Regions from separate parts of the Mus musculus genome. Here region 2 is linked to region 1. A link is a contact called in public HiChIP or PLAC-seq data. All regions are on one chromosome and are shown on one strand. The core of a region is the stretch at or near the end of the contact, and the rest is flanking DNA. Distances in the headings are between cores, read along the strand shown. Region 1 holds the start of Lama1 (laminin, alpha 1). Region 2 has its middle 75 kb from the start of Gm36437.

Evidence for each region. HiChIP or PLAC-seq counts read pairs in DNA pulled down with a chosen protein or histone mark.
Region 2: a contact with region 1 is called in an H3K27ac HiChIP or PLAC-seq map of extraembryonic endoderm stem cells, with 5 times the contacts expected there. The contact joins two enhancer-like sites. A contact is called at or near these places in 2 of 39 promoter capture datasets (embryonic stem cells and hippocampal neurons) and 3 of 115 datasets of contacts at active chromatin or transcription factors (astrocytes, extraembryonic endoderm stem cells and forebrain).

Annotation. Positions count from the first base shown.
Region 1 is chr17:67,696,150-67,703,210 of GRCm38.p6, forward strand. Lama1 (laminin, alpha 1) reads left to right here and starts at 1,116. Exons shown (of 63, transcript NM_008480.2): 1 at 1,116-1,267. The coding sequence starts at 1,186. Within about 2 kb of position 5,807, at least 7 of the 459 cell types and tissues checked have an H3K27ac peak or open chromatin away from gene starts, as enhancers often do. A contact at or near this core is called in extraembryonic endoderm stem cells, where this site is marked.
Region 2 is chr17:69,058,086-69,065,272 of GRCm38.p6, forward strand. No RefSeq gene overlaps it. Among named protein-coding and RNA genes, the nearest start is that of Gm36437, 75 kb to the left of the region's middle. Within about 2 kb of position 4,451, at least 10 of the 459 cell types and tissues checked have an H3K27ac peak or open chromatin away from gene starts, as enhancers often do. A contact at or near this core is called in extraembryonic endoderm stem cells, where this site is marked.

The DNA of each region.
Region 1 (7,061 bases), core at 4,557-7,056:
CTACCCACCACATGCATACTCAGTGCACGCAGAGGTCAAGAGAGGGTGTTGTATCCTTGGAACTAGAGTTACAGAAGCTTGTGAGCCTGAATTGAGCCCTGATCTCTGCAAGAACAGCACGTGCTCTAAGCCCCTAAACCCTCTCTGCAGCCCCCCCCCCCCGTACCTGTTTAAAGGGCCAAACGGTACAGGTTTGTTTTGTACTTCCTGTTAACAAATAATAGCCAACTATTCTCATTAGAATTTACTCATTACGTGGTTAAGGACCTGTGCTTAGAGAAACCGGGAATTGGTAGAGTTTTCAAAGTGATTTAGACAAACTGAACAAAAATGACCTCCTCCTATGAAAGAGAAAACGGCACAGGGCATCGTGGGAAACGTCATGGTGTCTGTGCATAGTGTGGAAATGCGTTATGAATACGTTTGCGAGGAAACTAAACTAAAACTTTCTCAGGTTTAAAACGAGTTTTTCCAAAATGAGCGTTGAGACTTGGAGACTACCCTTATACTTAAGTCCCAGCAACCGTCTGAGCTTTCCCTAGGCAAAAAAGCTACCCATTTTCTGAAGGGGGCTGGCAAACAAACAAAATGAAAACACAGCCACCCAAACCAAAACCACTGAGAGTGTCCTGTGCAGGAACAGACAGGATATAGGGTCCCGCAAGAATGGACTGTGACCTGACTATATTTCTACAGCTGGGGATTGGCCAAGACTGCACAGTTCCAACAGGCAGAAAAGGGTCAACAGGGCAAATACTTTCTTGGAATCCACCCTCCAGGGCCAGGCTTAACAGAAACCTGCTTCTCCCCGGCCCCTGTCTCTCCACCTTCCTCCCTATTGGACCCTGAATGCTCACCCCAACTGGAGTGGAGGGTCAGAGTACCACCCAGGAGAGGCACCCCGCCACCACCACCAGGGGCAGAACAGATCCCCTTGGGAAGAGACCCCTAGGAAGGACTCCGCACGGCGGGGCTCCCCCTGGAGGACAGACCTGGGCGCAGCGGGGCGCCTTTGGGGGAGGTCCTGGGTAGGACAGGGGCGGGGCGCGGCCAGGCAGGCGGGGGTGTGTCCGAAGGGCCTGCGCACCAGGCCAGGGTCGAGCTGGGAAGAGCACACTCGCGCAGTGCCTGTGAGCGAGCACGGGCGAGACCTTCCCCAGGAGCGCAGGGAGCGGCGGCGACAACATGCGCGGCAGCGGCACGGGAGCCGCGCTCCTGGTGCTCCTGGCCTCGGTGCTCTGGGTCACCGTGCGGAGCCAGCAGAGAGGTGAGCTCCGCGGCGGGAACACCGCTGACCCTCCGACTGGCGAGCGGGAGCGTGCGGGCGCAGGGGACAAAGCGCGGCGCTCGGGGCTGTGGATGGGCGCACGCACCCTGGCGCAGCGCGGACCTGCTGCGGGCCGCACGGGGCTGCAGGGACTCCAGCGGAAGCCGCCTCCCTGAGGACGCTGGCTGCTCCCTGGAGCTCTAGGCTCTGGTTTCCTCTGACTCTAGGGGTCACCTGCTTTCTAGCTTAGTGGGACCTTGAGATCCAGGAGTACAGTGGGTGGCGAGAGTGGCGTGTCCGGCACGTGAGAAGGGACACTGACTCCGTACCCAACGCCTGAGTGGCTGCGGACTGGCCGGAGACCGCCGGGTTGGTTGATTGTATGCAGCGCTCCCGCAATGAATGGGAACGGAGTTCTCTGGCATTCACTTCATTGTCCTGTGTTGCAGAGAGAGACCATGGAAGGAGAAAGGCCGGCTCCTCTGGGGCACTAGCATCCAGGGTGGTCTAGCGGGAAAAGACTGATGGAGAAGGGGTTCCAAGGTCAGCTGTCCTGGGCAACTGGGACCCGCATATGGCGTCCAGGACACAAATGTGTTCTCTAAAGTGTGCTCTTTGTGTACTCTGTAAAGTGAGCAAATAGACTCCCCACGCGTGTTTAAATTATGTGCACTATAAATTATGGCGTAAGGGGCTAGAAAGGTCGGACAGTGAGTGTGTCGGCTCTCCTTGGAATCAGTAGCTTTCTTTACAAGGTTGAGAACAGAAGCCAACCCAAAGTGAATTTTCAGTGGGCACTGGAGATGGGAGGTGGAGGGACAGAGAATATACCATGCCACCCAGAGTTATCTGCAAGCCCCTGCTAGGTGGTCACAAATGTTTGTCGAAAACGTCTCAATGTATGCAACAAGTGACATTGAGTGTGTTCCCACAGATTGCTCTCCAGGAGCACAGGTTAAAAGTAGGAGGCCGAACTCGAAATGCCCTCGTGGGAAAAATGTGTGTTTGGGCATTGTGCAGAGCCGTGAGCTGTGCAGGCTATGAGCATCCCATTCATTCATGCATTCATGATGAAAGCGCTGGACCGAGCTGGAAACGCAGCTTTGAATAGCCCGGCGGCTGCTCAGCTCAGGAGCGGGGGCTGGGAGAGGGGAATTTACATAGTTATCAGGGAAAGAAAAGAGCCAGCCTTTGGGAGGGAAGCTTTTGACGCTGAGAGCCCAACTCCTGCCTGTGAGGTTGCTGAAAGTGACCAAATCAGGGTTCTCACAGGGTGGAGAAAGCAGCTTGCCTTGGTTTATTGTTTCAAGACATTGAAAGTCTTAGACTGAGGAGATGCTCTGAATGCCTTCCGTTCCCCTGAGGGCTGGGTGCTTGGCCTGGGTGGTTATGAATGGTGTTTGGAGAAAGTGGACTGCGTGGGGCTTTCCTGCTTTGAGACACTGCAGAAAAGCTACGTCAGGCAGGGCCTTTGAATCGCTCCTATCTAGTCTATATTTGCCAACCCACAGCTTTCCTAATGAGTATCCTTGGAAGTTTTGTTCCCTGTATGGCTGATGAAATGGCATGATTTACTCTCTCTCTCTCTCTCTCTCTCTCTCTCTCTCTCTCTCTCTCTCTCTGTGTGTGTGTGTGTGTGTGTGTGTGTGTGTGTGTGTGTGTGTATACTAGCCTAGATCTCATGATGCTGCCCTGGTTGGTCTTGAATTTATGAGTTCAAGTCATTCCCCTGCCTCAGCCTTCAGAGCAGTTTGGACTGCAAGCACGTGACTACACCTAGTGGGGTGCTTACAGTTTTGAAACTGATCACGGATCTAAAAGCATGAGATCATTAGCTGTTCCTATTATTCCTCGGGGATTGCTTTACAACTAACAATGTCTGACTCCTTGGCTGAAATGTAACCTTTAAAGTGAGATGTCCTCTAAGTATTGGATAAGAAGGGTTGTGTTTCCAGGACTGTGGGTATGTATGGCTTTGCGGTAGAGCATTTTGTCCAGCCTGTACGTTCAAACTCTACCTAGTGCAGCCCAAAGGAAAATCCAAGCTGCCGTGTTTTTTTAAATGACATGCTAACTTCACAGCTGATTATTTCAATTGGAAAACATCTAAGAGCAGAATGCTCAATTTGGTAAGTGGCATGTTAAGTTCTAGCAGGTAATTAGTCAAATGGAGTTCCTTTTCTGTAGCCCGCTTTTCTAAGTACAGGGCAGTAAGGTGTTACTGGAGCAGTTAGAAAGTAGGGTCTCCATATTAAGACACCTCTGCCCTCTCCCCACAAAGCCTGCGCTCCCACCTTGCTTTTGCCTGTTTCCTAGACAATATGCATGAGGTCTGCCTTTGTAGTTACTCTGTATGTGTAGTGAGCACACTAAGGCCAGAAAGGTGTGAAGTGGACAGAGTGTCCTATGTAGCTCTTAGAAGTGTGCTATTTCCTAAGCTTGGAAGATGAAGTGTGCATGTAGCTACATACTTCATTGTAACGATGCTCGAAGCTCCAGGTTGTTCATGAAGCCCAGTGGATGATGCTCTTTATCACTTAGAGCAAATTCTCTGGGAAGCAATGCAAGCAATACCTTCCACCTCCGGGTACCTAGCTCTGTAGCGTTATAGGCCACTATCCGTGGTAAATTACTGATGTTCTCTGTGGTTGAGTTTCAATATTAGTAAAATACGAGTAGTAATCATGTCTTCCAGGAAGCGATGTTCATGGTTAACTGGGTTAATGTAGAAAAAGATTTCCAAAGTGCATGAAATACAGCTAGGCTGTGATAAACATTGTATAGGATGATGATGATAGTGATGATTCACAGTGTTATGTGGGGAAGGCCCTTTCCCAAACCATATTGTCTCTACACTGTTAAAAAAAAAATCGAACTCTGTATTTGGAGTTAAATTGCATTAGGTTCGGCTGCTCAAATGTGTTACTTTGGTTAGCCTTGACTTTGTTCCTTAACCTTCGTGGGGGCCAATCTTTCATCCTCAGTGGAAAGACTAGCTTCAGAACAGTTGCCTTCTCTACTTGGATTTTCCCTCCACTTCCTTGTGGTATTATTGGATGCTCTCGGGTTGACTTTCTGGGTACACAAGGAAGCATACTTCTTCTATGTTATGACCCCACCTATCCTTATTCCCTGTGTAGGACCACCTTACGAACTCAAATTGTTCCCCCATCTCCTCACTTTCAGGGTGTCCACAAATGCCACCATGGTGCTGTATCCCACTGGGGTAAGCCCAGGAAGCTAGAATGCACCCTGGCCTACTGTCTCACAGCTGAGGGTCTTGGGCAAACCCATACCCGCTCACTGCTCTCCAGTGTCTACCCACACAGACTGAAAAATGCTCCCCCAGTCTGCAGTTTGGGTGCTAGAGACCTGAAAGCCTTCCATACCCTCTGCCCCAAACTCCAGGGTTACAAAAACGCACTCAAGGATGCATAGAAAAAGGCCGGTGATGGAGTCCACCGTTGTCTTTCAAGACAGCCACCTCCTGCTCTTTCTCGGCTGTCCTTCCAGCACCAGGTCTCTCCTTGGGATGTTTGAGCAGGAGCTGTTTGTGAAAGTTACTTCTTTGGTAGCTGCGATGATGGTTTGTAGTTAAAGCATGGCTAACGGAGGAGACATATGAACCACACCCTGACACTGCCCACCCTGTAAGAGCTACCTCCGTGTACCTCCAGCAGTTTTTAATATTCCCTTTACTAATGTGTGCTCTTTTACAGTGGTGACCTTTTATCTTAACCCATCTTGGACAGACAGGTGTTATCAGACAGGGCTTTCTATACCTTTCAAATTCTAAGACTGGATTGTTGGTTTAAACACTGCCAACAGTGCTATTCACAGTAAGCAGTGTTAAAGGGCTGGTTCTTCTTCTTCTTCTTTTTTTTTTTTCCTTCATTTGCACATAGGGAATTGATGGACATATTTGAGGCTACTTCTGGCACAGAGAAAGGAAGTTCTGGCATGATTCAGTTTGATCGTTAAGGGTACTTATTAGTAAGTTCTCAGACGCTATATGATGTCACTGCTACTCCACGGCAGACATCGAGTAACTCAACTCTTTCAGAAGTTATTGTTAATGAATAAAGTTTGAGTCTTCACCGTGAGTCCTAACAGTAATGGAAGGCAAACAGCAAAACCTCGGCAGCATAGGCCTGAGTTGAAGTATTTGTTAGCTCTGCTCTTCAGGAAGGTGTGGATGAGCTAGACACACTGTGGGCTCCCAAGGAAGATAGACACAGCTTATTTACACACTTGTAAGGGATTTTTTTTTCCAACCCGCTTTTTTTCCAATATAATAATAGACATTCCCCAGACAAGCAAGTAATCAACGCATCGCAAAATTAATGAGCAGGAAAAAAATCTCCTTCCTAGAAGTTTAGTTAAGGTCATGAACTTTGGTTCTGTTGGAGCCCGTCAGGTAGCTACTTCAGCATAAAGCACCGCACACCAGCTGGGTTCATTGCATTCCCCCACCCCCTTTATATGAGGGGATGACAGTCAGTGCTCACAATAAGCGTTTAATAATAAATAGCGCAGAGCCCTTCCACTTGGTCTTTGTTTTGTCAAGGCTGGGTCAGGAGCGATTGCTTTCTCTCTCGGGTTAACTGGTTCCCACTCTTGCGGGGGGGGGGGGGGGAGGCACAGACAATGGGAGCAGTGTGGAGCTTAGTGGACGATAACATTCTTGTCTAGGTAAGCATTTATCTCCAAGTGTTAACTCAGAAACAGTGGCAGAGGCGTGCCACCGAATTATCAGCATCGTGATTTTAGTTTGTGTGCACATTAAAAAAAAAAAAAAGTCATTCATTTGAAGTTTCAATCCTTCATTCCAGAAGTTATCTGTGCAGTCTGATCTGCTGACTCAGGGGGCCGTAAATTCTTGTACCTCTTCAATCTCTAGTGGTAATATCGCCTTTAGATCAGTGGCGATTTATAGACAGGCCAGCTTTTCTTATTCCTGAAGGTATTTCCTGAAATTATTTTTTCCCCATGGTTCCATAATTTCCTGCCAGAACCTTAGGCAATTCTCTGCAATCATAAAGATGTGAAAGGACACATTGAAAATTGAATAGATCATTTTTAATTTACAAAAAGAAAAAAAAAAAGGACATTCTGGGCCACAGAGGTAGCTCAGTGGATGAAATGCATGCTGCCCCTCCTGCCTGATGACTGGGAGTCCCATCCTTGAAACTCACATGATGGAAGGAGAGAACCAGTAAGTTGCCCTTGACCTCTACAGATGTGCTATGACAACACGCATGCGTGCATCCATCCGTGAACATGCACACACATGCACGTATAATAACCATGATGCTGGTTGCAAGGAATCACCCAGGAAATGTCTTAGACCCTTTTGATAAAAGGTAGAACTTTACTTATAAAAACGGGTCTGTCTCAGGTCCAGATGAAGGAGTTCTTCCTTCGCAGCATCCCTGCTCTCTAGCCATTCATGCCATCTTTCTTTCCTTACCACTCTGGTTGAACTATGCTTTCCTGGTTTTTTGTTCTTTTATGCCATTGATCCAACTTGTTTTTCTAAAGTTTTATTTCTTTCTTCATTAAACTCTCCCCCACCCCACGTCTGCCTTTTCTGTTTTCATTAGAAATAGCCATTAGCTGCCTGAATTATCTATCAGCCAGGTGATCTAGTGTCATGCCGCAGTTAGACTCATCCTGCTAAATTAACCACCCACTGTCACCATATGGCCTCTCCCCTGCCTCTTGAGCTTCATCTCTTGCCTCCCTGCTGTGACCTCCCCCCATACTCTGTCTAAATTCAGCCCCAACCACCAGC
Region 2 (7,187 bases), core at 3,201-5,700, 1.4 Mb after region 1:
CACTGGGTCCAGGCATGTGCTCCTGGGTCTGCAGAACTGACCATCCTTAGCACCTGCCTGTTAGAAGTAAAACACTCTAGCAAGTTGTCATCTGATCTCCACAGGCAGGCTGTGGAACTCACACGTGCATTTACATGCTCACGAGACCGAATAAACGTAAAATAAAATTAAATGAAAGGAAAAGAATGGGTGACATTTTTATCTTGTACCCATCTTTCCTGGAGTCTGGAAGTAAGGGGTGATGCTCTGAAACACTGAGCAAAGTGAGGGGCAGCACTAGATGCCCTACCCAATATCTAACAGTCGACATATTATCTAAAATACCCTTTCCTGAAACAAAACAAAACAAAGCAGACCCAATCCATCACAGCTCAGAAAGAACCTCGATTGTAAAGCTCAAAGAATCCCATTAGCAAGATGTGCTTTTCTTCTCTTTATCTTGTATAATTTTTCACACCTCTAAATCTACTCTCATGTTATTAAAAATTCCTGAAGTGTCTTGTTTCCCCTTCAACCGGGGTTTTACAGCTGTGGTAATGACTGGGAGGAGGTGAAGGCAACACGGGAGTGAAATTTGTCAGTGTTGGCACAGTAGAGAGCTGCAGAGGGTTTGAAGAGAGAGAGAGAGAGAGAGAGAGAGAGAGAGAGAGAGAGAGAGAGAGAGAGAGAATGTCGGGGAAAGGGAGAGTCATGTCATTCCTAATAAATAATAAGAAAATGCCAAGCCATTGCCATGACTAACTCATGTGGACCACTGGCAGATCTGATTGGACTCACAATAATGCCAGCAGAGAATAGAACACCTGGTAGAGTCCTTGGGGGAGAAATTCCAGGGAGTGGGGGAACTGGCTCCATTGAATTTTCATGAGAGACAAAGGATGGTCCTACTAAATCCTTGGTGAAAGAAGGTTCCAGAGCAGTGGTGTCCTCTTGTGTAACATTTGTGTAGGGAAAAAAAAACCCTAGCTACAAAGAAGACTCTCTCCTGACCATTGGAGAGGCTTATCTTCTGGTCCAATATCAGTTAAAGCATCTGAGGGTACCTGAAAACCAATAGTATGCTGCTCTCAGGGGACCAAGGCCAAACCGAGGCACCTTTCGCTTGGACTTCTGAAGTTGTACAAGGTAGAGGACATAGAAGCATCATTGTGATTGTCACCATTATATCACTTTTCAATTCCTTCCTATCTCCCCTATCACCTACCCAGTGACCGACATGGATAGAAACCATTATTGTGGGCTTTGAAGTCACTGCCAAAGCAGATATTAGAATATCATTCCCCAGGGGGGGTGAGGAGGGAGGGAGGGAGGATGTTCAGAGCATGGAGGAGAAGGGGTAGCTCAGAGTCATGCAACTAGTGAGTGGACATCAGGAGAGGCTATCTTGCAAACTCTACAGTTTCCACTTCATAGGACTACTTCTCCACTACAGCAGACTGGCTCCTGATATCCACGTCTCTGCTGCCCTCTCCCCAGAGCTGGTCTTTTAGCTCCTGAGCCAACAGCTGTCCTTTGGTTTGTGTTGTCATTACTAGAGATCCCCTCCAGCTCTCTGTGGCTTCTCCCCACAAATCCCTGGCAGTATGCATCTCAGATGACATCATCCCGATGCCCCTCGTCCCAAATATCCAAGAAAGTGTTCTCTCCTTATCTTGGTCACTCCTTAAATGTTGGCTCAAATATCCAGAGCCTGTTAACTAAACTTCAGCATCATGCCAGCAAAATGTATTGTGCTTGATGGACATTTTTTATCTGCTGCTTCTACACTAAACTGCTTTAACTAAAACTGAACACTCTAGTCTTGACAGAATACTAACTTTGAGAGATGTGGGAGGAGGGAAAAAATAGACATGGAACACAGAGAAAAGCATCTTAGGGGGAGAACGCCATTCCTTCCCAAGCACCTTTCCCACCTACGCGTCAAGCAAAGCGGAGGATCACCAAGTACCCTTTCCTGAAGTATGTCTTTCAGATTCTGGGAAATAGTAATATTATACAGAGTATGAGGAGCTAAAAATAAGCAAGTATTGATTCTCGGCGACTGTGTCTCACAGTGCCGCCCTGGGGATGCTGAGCATGGCTGCATCCCTTTCAGAGGGTCTTCAAAGTTCAAACTGCTTGCCTAACACAGCTAAGACAATTGTGTCTTTCTGATTCCCATGTGCTTGTGAGCGCACAGTGGTGCTCCCAGAGGCTACATGGCATCCAGTGTTGGCACTGCTTTGACAGTTTATATTCTAAGTTTTTAAAAATTCTCACTTTCACTCTCCAACATGGTAAATATTGATATAATCCACGGAATCAGAAACACCTCAGGGTTCCCTCTAATTTTTAAAAGTAGGACTGTAACACGTTACCGCAAACTGAATGACTGATAAATGACAGTGTTTGTTTTGTAGACTCGAGTGTCGGAAAGCATGAGGCCCTGGAGAGTTGATATTCTGTAAGGACCCTTTTAGGGAGGGTATGCTGGCACTGCAGAAGGAAAAACAAGTTTCAGCAGGCTTCTTCAATGAGGCACTACACAAGTCAGGAGGCGAGGGCTGTGCTCCGATGACCTGCCCACTACCGTCTCCTTGAAGTTTAGAATTTTAACATACTCATGGAGAGGGACATAAGAATTCTGATCATAGCAGAATCTAGAGAACTGTGTAAACTTGGGTCTGAGAGTTTCTGTTGCTATCCCAAGAGACAGTTGCTCAAGTGGAATCAACACCCCGTGAACTCTCTAGAAAGAAACCGTCTATGACCAGGATGGGAGCATGTGGAGATGATACGGAAAATGTGGCACATATTCTGTAATCCCCACAGACTAACCACAGCACACCAGGCTGCAAGCAAGCTCTTCTCACACAAACAGGGGTGAGAGTGTGGGATGGAAACAGAGCAGTAACTTTCTATTATTCGTTATTTGGACATGAGTGCTCACTGGGAGCTGAGGCATAGCAATAATGAATGCCTCATTGTAGAGAGCTCAAATGAAAACCACAAATGGGAAGCCATGATCACGTTGCTGGGTTTCTCTCCTGGTTCATTTGGCCATGCACATGACCTTCAAAGTCGTGACTCAGGCCTGGTGGTTCATGTCACCCCTACCTGTGCTCCGTAAAGGAGAGAGATGTGTGTGTAGTGGTTGTGGTGGTTTATAAATGCTTGGCCCAGAGAGTGACACTATTAGGAGGTGTGGCTTTGTTGGAGTAGGTATAGTCTTGTTATGGAGGAAGTGCGTCACTGTGAGCATGGGCTTTAAGACCCTCATCCTAGCTGCCTGGATACAGGCTTCTCCTAGCTGCCTTCAGTACGAGAGGTGGAACTCTCAGCTCCTCCTGCACCATGCCTGCCTGGATGCTGCCATGCTCTGGCCTTGATGATAACAGTCTGAATTTCTGAACCTGTAAGGCAGCCCCAATTAACTGCTATCCTTTATGGGAGTTCCTTGGCCATGGTGTCTGTTCACAGCAGTAAGACCCTAACTAAGACAGTGTGGTGTTGTGGAGCCTCAACTGCTCAGTTGTGGGGTGTCCTTCTGTAACAAGTGCTTGGACTCTGTCTAGATTGCCTCATTGCAAGCCGTGCAGAGGCAGAAACAGCACGACTGGTGTCCTCGGAATAAACACAATTCCACAGTGCTAGCTGTTTGTACCCAGAGTTGCAATTATCTGATAAACTATGAAGTCGCACCAACACCCACTGCCTTAGAGCACTGGGACTTTAAGAGAGGAGCGAAGGGCCCACTACAAAAGGCCGAGTTGTTCTGCAAGAGCTCATGTTTGGTATTGATCCACACACTTAATCCCAGCAGCTTTCTTCCAATAACTGAAAACCTCAACCGTGCTAAACAGTCATTCCAGACAATGCGGGAAAGGACTCTATGTAGAATGGTATTTCTAATATCCCAAGCTCCCAAGTGCGTCTGTTTAGCTACATGATCTTATCAGTCACTACCAAACAAAGAAGCTAGAAGCAAAGGACCCTCCCTGTAGTCCACCTTGAATAAACAGAGCTAATGCTCAGAAGACTAGAGCCACGGTGGCTTAAAATTTCAAATGAACTTGGGGGAGGGGCTTAGCTGGAGACTTAATATGGCTAAGCAGGGAAATGTTTGTGTTATGTATATTATACAGCTCACAAAAAAATATGTATGCTATTTCACATACAAAATTGTACATTAGACCACAATTAAAAAGCTAACACAGTAGTGAAGCAAAAGCAATCCAGCCCTGCTCTGAGATTCCTAAATCATTACAATGGCTGGGTTAGGCAGGCAGAAATGGCTGGGTTAGACAGGCAGAGTGTGCAAAAATCTAACTACCGGAGGGAGGCCTCATCTCTGCAGGCAAGATTTCATACTCGGGCAATAAAATGAATCTAGTTCTCTGTACTTTGAACACAAAGATTATGTTAATCACTGTATACGCAGTTGTGGCCATGATAGAATGGCAATTGATTGATAGTCTTGTGTGCATTGGACAGCCCTGCATTGCCTTGGACTGACTAGTGAGCTTCTTGCCACAGTCAGAGGCCACCACCTAGCCCATAAAGCAAGCGTTCTGTTGAAATCTGGACTTTCCTCCAAATACCAGCTCTCAGAGTCTGCATTTCAGCAGGTGAACTCTTGGGAGTTATGATCTGAAAACCCAAGTACGGAGGCTGTAAATTATGGGAGTCTGCTTCTTTGTTGTGAGTTCTTATATAGGTAATATTGAGCATTGAGTTTATGGTATTTTGCATTCTACACAAACATTATACCAGGTCCCCTTTTAAATTGCCCAGACTGGCCCTACACTAAATGCAGACAGGCCTTGAATTGAGAGCCTTGTCTCAGCCTCCCCAGTAACTCTGATTACAGGCCCCACCACCGCAGGCCTACTGCTATGAATTATTTAAAAAGTGAAAATTATACATCTTACACAGTCAAGATTTCTATAACAGGCATTAAGTTAAAATAACCAGGTTACCTAGTAATATAAATAGAGCAAAATTCTATTTTTACATCAAAAATATACAAACACAAGATTGTTAAATTTAAAACAAAAAAATTAATAGTGGGGCCACTTGGAGATGGGAAGGGGTAAGTGTCAAAAAGACAGGCAGGCTTTTTTTTAAAAAAAGAAATGAAATTTAGGAAATAAAATGGTATTTCATATAAAGCAGTTCCATACATCTAAATTTAGCCTGCCAAGGAGAATCCAGCCAACAACCCAGGACATTAATTATGTTTCAGTCATTTTACTAAAATAGGTATGGGCTTGATTCACTAAATTAAGGTATAATTTTATATACAAAAGCTTTTTCAAACCCCAACAATGCAACCAAGTAACTTATGCCCTAAGAGAATTAGAAATTTGGCTTTATGAAGTAGAAGTTATTTTCCTCAAATTTTCAACCTGAAAGCTACATGTATATAGATGTAGCTTTAATAAGCAAAATTAAAGATAAAAATAAAGAGCTGTACAGAAGCTAACATGAGGGCATTATAAGGGTCCCAAATCGCTGGCCCCTGTCAGCAGAAGAAACACATCAACATGCTCTTCCGAAGTTTGTGAACTGCAAACAGTAAGCACCCTGTGTTTAATACTGACAATTCATTATAGTAATCCATTAGCAAGATGCACAGCACTTAAAATGAGACATTGTAAGGCTAGAAAGATGGCTCAGCAGGTATGTGCACTGGCACCTCTTGCAGGGGACCTGGGTTTGGTTCCCAGCATCCACAGGTCCAAAATCACCTAGAACTCCAGTCAGGAACTCTGAAGACCTTCTCTGCTTTCTGTGGGCACCAGGCACAGAGGAGCTGCATATGCATAGATGCAGGCAAACACTCTCACACACGTAAGATACAAAATAGAAAGAGGTATTGCAACTAAGCCGAGAATGAGACTGGGGTAGAACGCAGTGTCGTCTCTCACTGTTCTCTCAATCCAAGCAATGGATTCGTTCATTAAAGGAAAATCAGAGGCCATCGAGATGGCTCGCTGGGTGGAAATGCTAGCGATACAAGCAGGGACCTGAGTTTGATGACGCAAGTAAAGGCGGGAGATGAGAACCAGACCTATAAAGTTGTCTTCTGACCACCATATGCAAACCATGAACAAATACATAAAATAAATGAACCCAAGAAATAAAAATTTAAAAAGAGAGAGGTCAAAAATATAGGGAGCCAAACTGTCTTTAGGTGGTTTCTCTTGACCTCAATCGAAATGCCATCAACCCGTGTCCACCGGCTTTGCTTCTCCTGGGTAATTAATGGAATTTTCCAGGCCTCGCTTCCGTTTTTGTCCGCTGAAGGAAGAATCGAGTTAGGAACGGTGTGGGAACAGCTACTGAAGGTCTTTCCTCTCTGAAAGGCAAGGGACTCTCAAGGGCATTCACAAGACCCAGTGTCAGTGATGTCTCATCATTTTTAAGACATTTTTGTTTTCTGTTTATGTGCATGTGTGTGCCCCCGTGTGAGTGCATGGGCACCATAAAGCCATAAGGATGTGCAGGTCTCCAGAATTAAAGCTACAGGCAGCTGTGAGCTGCTCATTGTGGGAACTAAGCACTAAACTCAGGTCCTCTGCAAGAGCAGCAAGTGCTCTTAACCACTGAGCCATCTCTCCAGCCCCTGTCTTGCCTTACTTGATGAAAGGAAAGTTGTATTTGTTTATGTTAACTAGAAGAGTTTCATATTCTCTTGATCATATCATTTAAATCCAGGAAGAGTATAAATTTCTCTCTACACATAGATTCATTTATATATGTCATAAAAGAAGGAAAAAAGGAAGAGTAACCAGAAGGTGTGGAGGAAGGACAGTGGATGGTGATTGGGGGTGAAGATGAGCAGAGCCAAATAATATCTGTGAATCAAAATATCATAATGGAGCCCATTATTAGTATGCTAACTAAAGAAAATAATGGGCAAAAGATTACCCAAAACAAGAAGAAAATCTGTGAACAAAGTATCATAAATTCATTCTTTCAATCAAAAATATTTATCCAAAGAATGTCTGCAGAAGTAGTGGTTGGCACTGTTGACTACTCCCCTGAAATCTCTTTCATCACTTGACAGACTGACTAGGCAAAGCCTTAGTTTCTCACTGTAGAAGGAGTACATCATTGTCCAAACTGGACTACAAAGAAGAGCCCTAGTAGCACAGGTGGACCATTCTGCTGACAGGGAAGTTGACATTGACGTTAAGTTACTC